Regions from separate parts of the Mus musculus genome. Here region 2 is linked to region 1. Evidence: chromatin contacts called from public Micro-C data. All regions are on one chromosome and are shown on one strand. The core of a region is the stretch at or near the end of the contact, and the rest is flanking DNA. Distances in the headings are between cores, read along the strand shown. Region 1 holds the start of Tmem28 (transmembrane protein 28). Region 2 holds the start of Pdzd11 (PDZ domain containing 11).

What was found. Hi-C and Micro-C count contacts between places; a contact is called where the count stands out from the background.
Region 2: a Micro-C map of embryonic stem cells shows a contact between it and region 1, with 9 times the contacts expected there. The contact joins the promoter of Pdzd11 here to the promoter of Tmem28 in region 1. A contact is called at or near these places in 3 of 39 promoter capture datasets (hippocampal neurons and liver), 1 of 484 Hi-C or Micro-C datasets (embryonic stem cells) and 4 of 115 datasets of contacts at active chromatin or transcription factors (astrocytes, embryonic forebrain and embryonic stem cells).

Annotation. Positions count from the first base shown.
Region 1 is chrX:99,817,345-99,822,382 of GRCm38.p6, reverse strand. It overlaps Tmem28 (transmembrane protein 28), which reads right to left and starts at 2,219. Exons shown (of 3, transcript NM_001081283.2): 1 at 457-2,219. The coding sequence starts at 1,314.
Region 2 is chrX:100,623,518-100,628,555 of GRCm38.p6, reverse strand. Pdzd11 (PDZ domain containing 11) reads left to right here and starts at 2,615. Exons shown (of 7, transcript NM_001356384.1): 1 at 2,615-2,670; 2 at 3,169-3,268; 3 at 3,678-3,761; 4 at 3,967-4,023; 5 at 4,596-4,694; 6 at 4,913-4,973. The coding sequence starts at 3,182. Kif4 (kinesin family member 4) reads right to left here and starts at 2,491. Exons shown (of 30, transcript NM_008446.2): 1 at 1,968-2,491; 2 at 1,738-1,852. The coding sequence starts at 2,087.

The DNA of each region.
Region 1 (5,038 bases), core at 970-3,469:
ATCAATTGGCAGGAACTAAAGGATGAGGATTAGGCAGTCAAATATTCTTCCCCCTGTCTTTTGAACACCCCCTAATCTTTCCACAGCCAGTCCCAGGGCTAATTCTAGTCCAGGAGTGGGGTTCAGAGCCAAACAGGAGACTGGGGAACACAGACTCTCCTGCTACCACTTTGCCAGCCAAGGGCCCCACTTCCCCCTCATACAGGAAGCAGTGTACCAGGAGGCTCCAGCCTTAAAATGTTCGAACCTTAAACTCACAGAAGTTGACCTGAATCTATCTCTGTAGCTCCCTCTCTAGGGAGGGGTACAGGGTGACACAGTACTACACTGGGAATGGTGGGAGCCGTAGGGGGGGGTGGGGGGTGGAGAGGGAGACCTTTATTTTTTTCTGGTCCCACTGACACAGAAACTACCTCTGGCCAGGCAGCTATTGTGGCGTAGGTCACCAATCCCTACCTTGCAGCCTTTCGTGCAGGACCGGATAGAGTACTCTTCTGCCTGTAAGTATTTATGCAGCACGAGGTCGAACTCATCATATTTTTCCTGAGCATGTCGATCCAGTCGCTGGTATGCCTCTATGCAATTGCTACATGCCTCCCAGGTCCCAGAGCCCGGGCTGGCCACTACGGCCAGTAGATCCCCCAGCAGGGTGTCCAAACTGCAGTCCAGGCTGTCGGGGCGGTCCATGCCAAGCAGCAAGTCCCAGACTGTGTAGGTGTCGCAAAAGGAGAGAGTGAAGTTCCGAAAGTGGCCTTTGAGCAAGTTTTTTTTGGCGGAGGGGAACTCCGGGGCACGGGAAGGGGAGTCAGGGGGCCGCAGAGGGGGAGCCGGGGTGGTCGGTTCGAAAAGTCTCTGCAAAGATTCCAATTTGGTGCAAGCTGCGTCCAGCCCGGTGGGCTCTGGGACGCCGTTGCAGACCGGCCCGGAGCCGGCTGCAGGGGCGGCTTTGGTCAGGTTGCTGTATCGCGGGCCGCAGGTGCCCGAGGACGCGCTGGGCTCGCCAGGCGACGGCGGCGGCGGCGGCAGCACCGCGCGAGGAGGTACCGGCTGCCGCTCGCGGCCGGCCCCCCAGGGCGGCCGCATGGCGCTGCTCAGCTCCCTGGCCCGGGGCCGGGCCCCCGCGCACAGCCACAGATGGTCAGCGAGCAGCACGGTGAAGAAGAGCAGGGACGCCAGGGACAGTCGCCATCGCTGCGCCCGCTCCGAATCGGCGCAAGGTTTGTCGCTCTGCCTGGGAGCCCAGCAGCAGCAGCAGCAGCAGATAGTCAGCGCGGCGGCGTCTTTCCCGGGCCACATCCAAGCGCCCCTGAACATATTTCAGGGGGGTCCGGGCTGGAGGGAGTAGGCAGGCGCGAGGCCGGACGGCCGTCTCGGGAGGGCGGGCTGCGCACCGCACCGCGCTCCTCAGCGCCGTCCAGGCTTTACCTCGGGGGCCGCATGGCTAGGCAGGCCGGCCGGCCCGGGGCCCCGCTCAGGCCGTTGTGGCGGGGCGCTCTCGGGCCGTCCCCGCGCCCCTCCCGCGCTCCCCTGCTGGCAGCCGGGGCGCCGCCGCCCGGCCCGCTAGGCGCAGCCCGGCGTCCCGGCGGGGGGCGGTGCGGGGCACTGGGGCGGTGGCGGCTGCGGCGGCGGCGCCGCACTCCTCATGGTGTCGGGCCCCTCCGCTACCCCGGGCTCCGCGCCACTTCACTCCGCGCCCCCGGCCCCCTGGCTCGCACTCTGCTCTGGCCGTCCGTCTCGGCTCGGCGCGGCTCTGCGCCCCTCAGCGCCGCCGTGCGGGCCCCGCCGCGCTCCACTCCGCTCCCCTCGCCCGCGCCGCTCCTCTCCCGCCCGTCTGCCCGCTGCCCGCTGCCCGCTCCGTGCAGCTCCCCGCCTCGCTCGTGCCCTCCTAGGCCGGCCGGCCGGTCCGCCGCCGGCCCTTCGGGCTTCCCTCGCGCTCTGGCAGTCCGCTGGGGCCGGTCCCGGGCCGGCTCCGCTCTGGCTCCGCACCCGCGGCTCCCGGAGTTCCGGCTCGGGCGGGCCACCTGGCTCCCCGCAGCGCCACAGACGCCGGACGCGGACGCCCGGCTTTACTTAGTGCGCCTCTCGCTTCCGCCTCTGCTTCGCCCCGCTGTGGCGGCCGCCCAAAGGCATGGCCCCGTGGCTCCCGCTGGCCATGCCCCCTCAGTCTGTCGCCATCTTCCGCTGTGCGGAGAACACCTTGAGAGCCCGTGTGCGAGTGTGTTTGGGGGGGAGCAGGGCGGAGAAAGAGGCACCGGGAGGAGGAGGGAGCGGGACTGGGGCCCCGACTGCGCCTGCGCCTCAGGACTCCCCCCTCCCCAACCCCAGCCCCCGCCGGCCGCAGCCTGTGCTGTTTGGGGATGTTTCCAGTCCACCCCCAACTCCATTCACTTCGGCGCCTCCGTTCACCCGACCGCTCCCCGTGTGCACACGCCACACGCAGAGTCCCAGGCCTGGCGCTCCCCCTCCCCCACCAAGCGACCGCTCGCCTCCCTTCCCAGGACCGCCCCTCGCTCCCCCCCGAGGGCTAAGGGACTTCTGAGGGTGATTCTAAGAAGCAGGGGGCATCTCCTTAGGTTCTTGCTACCTCTCTGGGTAGCCTCGCCCTCGTCCTCAGGACTAGGGGACACTAAAGCCGGTTGCGGATAGGACCGGTCCAGAGTCCCTAACTCCGCTAACGCTCTCACTGTCCTGCCTGAGGCCAAGACTGCCCCTGGTGCTGAAGGACAGCTCCCAGTTTAGCTGTAGAAGGGGACTGAGCTCTGAGTGCGTCCTGAGGGAGGCAAGGCAGTGCACTAAGACCGGTAGTAGTGGTGGGGTGTCGTTTTTGCCCTTAGGAAGATTTCCAGCAGCCTCCCCCCAAAACCCGTCCTAGCTTCCTGGCTCCCCCTACAGGCTGCTGAGAATAGCTGAGCGCCAGAGTTAGGGAAGCTGTGCCGGGTGGAACCATGCGCTCCTGGCTCTTAGAGTCACATGGCTCTAGGAACTCGGACATACAAATGTCCTGCCGCGCTACTAACCTTGTTTGGACTCCACAAACATCTCAGATTGCTCCTGTGGTATACTTCCTTTTTGCATTCCCTTTTTCCGCTGCAACTCTTCCGTAATAGTTTTGAACAAACTACTCTCCCAGGGATTTGTTACTAATCATAACAATGGAAAAAGAACCTTTATTGAACACACATAGAACTTGCTAGATACTGCACTTGGCACTTTAATTTGCTTTAGTCTTCTGATCTCATCAACCTTATGAGATAGATGTTAGCGTTGTCTTCATTTGCATGCGAGGAAGCTGAAATTTAGTGTCTTTAAACCGTCTCAGATAACCGGTGCATCCTGACAGAAACCCAGGGAGTCTGACCCTAGACCTCTCTACAGTGTCAGGAAGGCCTTAGAAAGATGAAGGAGTAGAAGACACAGGCCTGTCTTAAAGGAAACTACAGTTCTCCGAATACGGAAATGAGAATTATATACTGGCTAATGGAATTCATGGGTAGAGGATGTAGGTTCAAGTAACACTTCTAAACTGACCAGGCTTTGTGCCCTGAAAGAATCTGTTCTATGTTTTCTTCTTGACAGCATGAGGGAATGCCAAGGGCTAAATGAGATGGGTAGGGACTGTTAGCACTACTCAGTGCTAAATTGCAAAGGATGCTTGGAAATCTGAGTGTGGGGGATGGTGTAGCTGGTTACTAAAGAAATAGCAGAATTGGGTGGGTGAGTGAGGGCATTCCAGATAAAAGAAACAGGAGAGAAAATTTTTCAGGGGTAGAAAGTAGACATATATGTTTGTAAGTGTAATAGTTTTAGACTTTAGAGGCAAGGAAAAGCAAGCTATAGCAAAAAGGGGGGAAATGGTGAGACATTCAAGAGGCCTAGTCATTCATTATATTTAAGCACTCCCTGGACCAGCATAGGGTGTTGCAATTGTCCAGGTATAGCCTTGCTATGGAAGTGCTTACAGTTGAATTGGGGAAGCAGACATGTCACAGGAAGGAAGGGATTATAGCCTAATACAAAACAATGGTATCGATGAGAGATCTCCCTTCTATAGAGAGATGGACTGGTCGACTCTGAAAATTTCCTCGGAGACAATTTTGCCCATAGCCAGGTCAGGTGGCAAATATCTGCTTGAAAATGCATCAAATTCCATGCACTATACTAGGTACCAGTGATAGAGACCCAAGTACAATATGTGCCCTGGGGTAAAAAGAGGTTAGTTGAAGTGGTATGGGATAAGTGGGTCTTGGCTAAACAGAAAGTAGAGGAAGTGTGTATGAAGGCTGTCTCAGGAGAAGGGAAGTCATGTGTAAGGGTGTAGAATCGAAGACAGGAAAAGCCTGTTTAGAAACCTACAATGTAGTTTGCTGTGGCTAGGTGTAAAGTGGAACCAGTGCTAAAATGGAAGCTGAGCATTTGGCAGGGACCTAATCATGGGTCCCTGGATCTATAGAAGAGATTGGAAGATTCTTGAGAAAAGATACCATGACCAGGTTTGTATTTCCAAAGGATTGATTTAGCTAAGGCATGAAGACTGCATTGGAGGGGCCAAGACTGGAGGCAGGGAGATGGGTTGGGAGACTGTTTAGGACTGGACAATGGTAGCATCAGCTGAGGTGGGAGAAGAAATGATATAGGAGGAAAATGAAAGAGGTATAATTGAAAGGATCTAGGACTGACTTAAGAGTAAGGAGTGGAGACAGTTCTGTGAGAGAGGAAGGTGAAGCTAGAGATCTCCATTAGTGACACTAACAGGCCTCCTCCTGGCCACCTAGGGAGTCTTTGAAGAGCCATTCTTTATTTAGTCTTTGGAAGATTTCTGAGTTGTGTTTAACAAAGAAGGCTAGTATGCTTGGTTAAAAACTGATTGGCTGGCCCGCAATGATTGATACCCTTTCTCACCATTGGAAAGAGCAGCCTGCCTGGCCTAGGCTATCATCTCTGAGTACCTCTGGAGCATTCTGTGAGAAGTCATTCAGGCAAGACTCCCTCTTTAAGGTGAAATGTGTCTCACAGAGGCCCATTTATCACAGGAGTCCAA
Region 2 (5,038 bases), core at 1,366-3,865, 810 kb before region 1:
GAGGGGTAGACTCCATCTTCTCCAGGGATATCCCCCTTAACTGGTTATACATACCAAGTGGTCAGCCCTGAAATCATACACATATGAGCAACACTGAGAAGACTCCACAGGTCTATTTATATATCATGCAGTCGACTGTATGAGTGTATATGTAACAAGAATTAAAAAGACGCCATGTACTTAAGAGGGAAAGGGGTGGGGCATGGTAGGAGTTGGAGAAGGAAAAGGAAGTGAGGAGCAATTTAATTATTAAAAATACTATTGCGCACTCAGGAGGCAGAGGCAGGTGGATTTCTGAGTTCAAGGCCAGCCTGGTCTACAAAGTGAGTTCCAGGACAGCCAGGGCTACACAGAGAAACCCTGTCTCGAAAAACCAAAAAAAAAAAAAAAAACCAAACAAACAAACAAAAAAAAAACCTATTGCTTCCCTCCACTCTCAGCTGGAGAGTGAATAGTAAACTAGATGCGAATTAAACAAAAGCATGTAAAAGAGAAAAGGAAGAAGAAGGGAATTAGACAGAACTATATAATGCTTTTTCAAATATGCAAAAAGGAAAAAAAAGATTAACTTTACAGGAGGAGATCTGGTAGGTTTATATCTTAGTCAGATGATTGAGATTAACAATAACAGGAATAGGGCAAATTAAAACCATATACTGCCTGACAGGAATCAATGAGAATACAGAAGCACGCCTGTGGTGTTTCTGCTAAAAAAACAAACAAACACAAAAAACCGTCTCAAATTTTATCATAACGTTAGATAAAAGCAAAAAGAAAGATACAAGTGCTTTGTAATCTTCAAGTATCAAAACAATGAAGGCTTTAAAAAACACAAAGCCCAAAGGTTCAAGGACTACTTTAGACTTGGGGACTATAAGAAGGGCGCAGCAGCTAATCATACCATGATTTTTGAACTAAATTCTTTGCTATCAAGGGTATTACTGAAACAACTGGCAACACTTGAACAGGGCTGAGGATGAGAAAGTAGTAACAAGACATTGCAACTTCTGTGATTATGATGGCTATGTCATGACGCTTACTGGAAATATATGGTAAAGTATTCAGGGATCATAACATCAACAACTTATTACCAATGATTCTATGAAAAAAATGGCATCTTTATGCTGTTCTTGCAACATTTCTATAACTACTATAACTACAGTGTTTTCAAGTTTTACAATAAAGTCTGGGCCTATAGCTCACTTGGCAAAGTACTTGTCTAGCATACACAAAGCCATGCGTTTGCTTTCCAGCACAGCATAAGCCAAATCAAGGAGGGTGGTTGTACTGGCTAGTTTTGTGTCAACTTGACACAGCTGGAGTTATCACAGAGTAAGGACCTTCAGTTGAGGAAATACCTCCATGAGATCCAACTGTAAGGCATTTTCTCAATTAGTGATCAAGGGGGAAAGGCCCCTTGTGGGTGGGACCATCCCTGGGCTGGTAGTCTTGGGTTCTATAAGAGAACAGGCTGAGCAAGCCAGGGGAAGGAAGCCAGTAAGGAACATCCCTCCATGGCTTCTACATCAGTCTTTGCCTCCCAAGTGCTGAAATGAAAGGTTCTCTGTGAGGTCCCAAGACAACAAAATATGTCTAGGTCAAAGATAAACTGGATGTGTTACTAGGCTGTGGGCTGTTTTTAAAGGCAGAAGTCTGTTTCATCCATTCCTCTTATTTGTAGTGCCTATATGACCCACCCACACACACACAAACGCCCAGTGAATTAGACAGCCTCACCTTTAAACACGCCTTTTATGAGTGGAGCTACTGCTGTATTAAAGACCTCTTCCTGTTCAGTAGAGGGGTCAAACACAAAATCGTAGGTAAATGATTTATCATTACCAACCACCACCTGCAAGAGGCAAGAGACAAGGATGGGGAAGGATTAAAAAAAAAATGCCTGACCACGCCCCTCGCTCCTTTCAGCCTCAGCTGTGGAGGAAGCCACTCCAGACTCGACTACCCACCTGAGGCTCTCCGGGCACAAAGGAAAGGCACGTCTGGCAGCCCTCCTTAATCTCTTTCGAGACGAGGGGGCGACAACGCAGTGCCACTCTTACGGGAATCCCCTTCACCTCTTCTTTCATGGTACCAGCTCAGCAGGTGTCCGTGCTGGGTGAAGCCGGCTCTCCCAGGAGCCCCCGGAGGCTGGCAGGAGTGGAAAGGCCCTTCTCAGGCGGTGGGAGAGCTCGGAACTCGCTGATGCACTCTCCCTCCCAGCGGGATCACGGTGTCCTGTCACTCTTGGCCACCGCCTAAAGGTTTGTCAGTCCCAATACTGCAGGGCGAAGCGGCGTCAGCAATAAGGAAACTCCAGCAGAGACAGCAACCGCGACCCCAAGCCCTAAAGTGCTCCAAAGCGCAGAATCGGAGCTAACGCGGTGCCCGGGTAACTCACCAAACTAAACGTCCCTCTCACCGACCTTCCCTGGCGCCCTGTTCCAACCGGAGCTTTAACCGCCAAGTTTCAAATTGATCCCAGAGGCGCCAGCCAATCGGAGCGCGTACAGCCTGTGAGAAGCAGACGAACTTGAGCACGCACACCGTGACGCGCAAGGAGGCTGGAGCTCTGGCTCGCCCAAAGAGAGCTCCGCCCCGGCAGGGTGGTAGGAGCATCCGCTTCCGGTTCCGACGCCGAATTGGCTGTCGCTGACCGAGGCCTTCTTACCGGTGAGGTGGCCCTGAGTTAAGTGGTCGCGAGCGCGGGATTCGGGCGGGTTGCAGGACCTGGATCTAGAAGGTAGCCCGTGTAGACGGAACCCGTCTGTGGACACCACGTTTACTAAGCACCTCTAGAGATTGTGTCTGGCCCCAATCCCTATGGGATAGTTAAGAGTTGGCACTCCCTTGCTGTTTTAAAGTAGATCTTTGTAGATGTGTAGATTCTCTTTTCCTAGGTTGGAAGTGGTGACACCTATTGTTTTTTGTAGAATTGTGAGAAATGCAAACATGCCATTAGAGTGCTTAAAAAATTAATTTTTTTGTCTTTTGTTTTTGTTATTTTGTTTTGTAGCCTGCCTCTCCTCCCTACCCCCCCTCCCCAATCTTAACACCTACTTGTGGGCTAGTCCCATAAAGGAATGGCCCTCGGCTGGAAGGCTTTCTGGAACTTAGAGTGCTTGGTCCTTTTTAAAATCATTTTCGTTTCCTTTGATTCGTCCTTTTCAGGGCTTTGCCTGAAATGGACAACCGGATTCCCTATGATGACTACCCTGTGGTTTTCCTGCCGGCCTATGAAAACCCTCCAGCGTGGATTCCTCCTCATGAGGTGGGCGCCATCTGCATTCCTGAATAATCATGAGATCTATGAAAGAAAAAGTAGCAGGGCTAGGAAACTCAGTGGAGAGTGGATCTTAGGTGAATTCTGAGCAACAGTGACCCACTGGTGACTTCTTGCAGAATCACCATGCCAGAACCCTTCACACTGGTGAATTCTGAAAATTCAGAGCCTTAATTTCCATCCTGTCAATAAGAAAGGACTAGGGATCTATAGGGCCACTAACATGTCCCGAGACTAAACAGCCACTCCTCTGGACTGTTTTATCTGTGCTTTGTAAACTGAGTCAATGGCTTTACCAATTCCTGACATATATCTGGTTTATTGGTATTCTAAAAGAAGGTAGATGTAACACATCTAAGACTGGGAATAAGATTTCGGGGATTGCTGTATCTTGCAGAGAGTGTACCACCCAGACTACAACAATGAGTTGACCCAGTTTCTGCCCCGAATTGTTACACTGAAGAAGCCTCCTGGTGCTCAGGTAAACTTATAGGGGCTCTTATTCCAGTAACGTTTGGTCCATGCCAGAAATTGGCCATGGTTGGGGTGTGGATGTGGATTGGGAGGTAGGTGACCAGAAAAGCAGAGGTGGCACTTCTACAGCATCTCCTTTTCTTCTGAGTACATAGATGTCCCTGTTCTTATGTCTCTGCTGAGTCTGCATCCTGTGTCCTTTTGTCTTTCAGTTGGGATTTAACATCCGAGGAGGAAAGGCCTCGCAGCTAGGCATCTTCATCTCCAAGGTCTGTGTGAATGTGTGTGTATGATAGGCTGTATGGCTAGCTACTTTGTTATCATATTAAAGTGCACTGGTGGCCCAGCAGATAAAAAAATGGATGACCCGCTGGAGTCATAGGATAGACATAATGGAAATTCAGCCTTTCCCTTTGAGAACTGTACTTGGGGCCAGTATGCTGGGGCATGTGGGCATGTCAGTACTCTGAGAACTCGAGAGGCAGAAGGGGGAAGATTAGGAGTAGGTAACAATCTATAAAGTCAAGGCAGACAATGGTGACATAGGACCTTAGTCCCAGCACATGGGAGGCAGAGATAGGCAGATCTCTGTGAATCCAAGGCCAGTCTGGTCTACGGAGTGAGTTCCAGGGCAGCCAGGGCTACAAAAGAAAAACCCTGTCTTTAATTAAGAAAAAAAAAAAAGAATCTCAAAAAAACAAACTGAGAACCAAATTTCACTAGCAAGCCACTTAATCTCCCGGCGGTATCACCAAAAATAACACATTTGAAGAGCACTGAATTTGCCCTGCAGTCTCCTGATTTACTCCATCACAACTACATAATACCTCTTCACTAACAGGTGATTCCAGACTCGGATGCACATCGAGCAGGACTTCAAGAAGGGGACCAAGTTCTAGCTGTGAATGATGTGGATTTCCAAGATATTGAGCACAGCAAAGTAAGCATAGCACATGGACTATAGTCATGCACGAAGCCATCTCAGGTAGGACAGGTTGGACCCGAATAGCCTTATCTGTATGAAAGCATCTCTTCAAGGGAAATGTACCAGAAGAGAGCAGCTATCAGTGAGCTAGATGGGGCGCATTCCATTGCTGTATTATAGTTCTTTCCTGAGTAATAGCTCTTCATTTGTACAAGCTGCCGTGTTCCTTCCAGGCTGTGGAAATCCTGAAGACAGCCCGAGAAATCAGCATGCGTGTGCGCTTCTTTCCCTACAGTAAGGCACTTTCTTTTTTTCTTTTTCTTTTTTCTTTTTTTACTTATATGGCAGGGCTCTAGGTA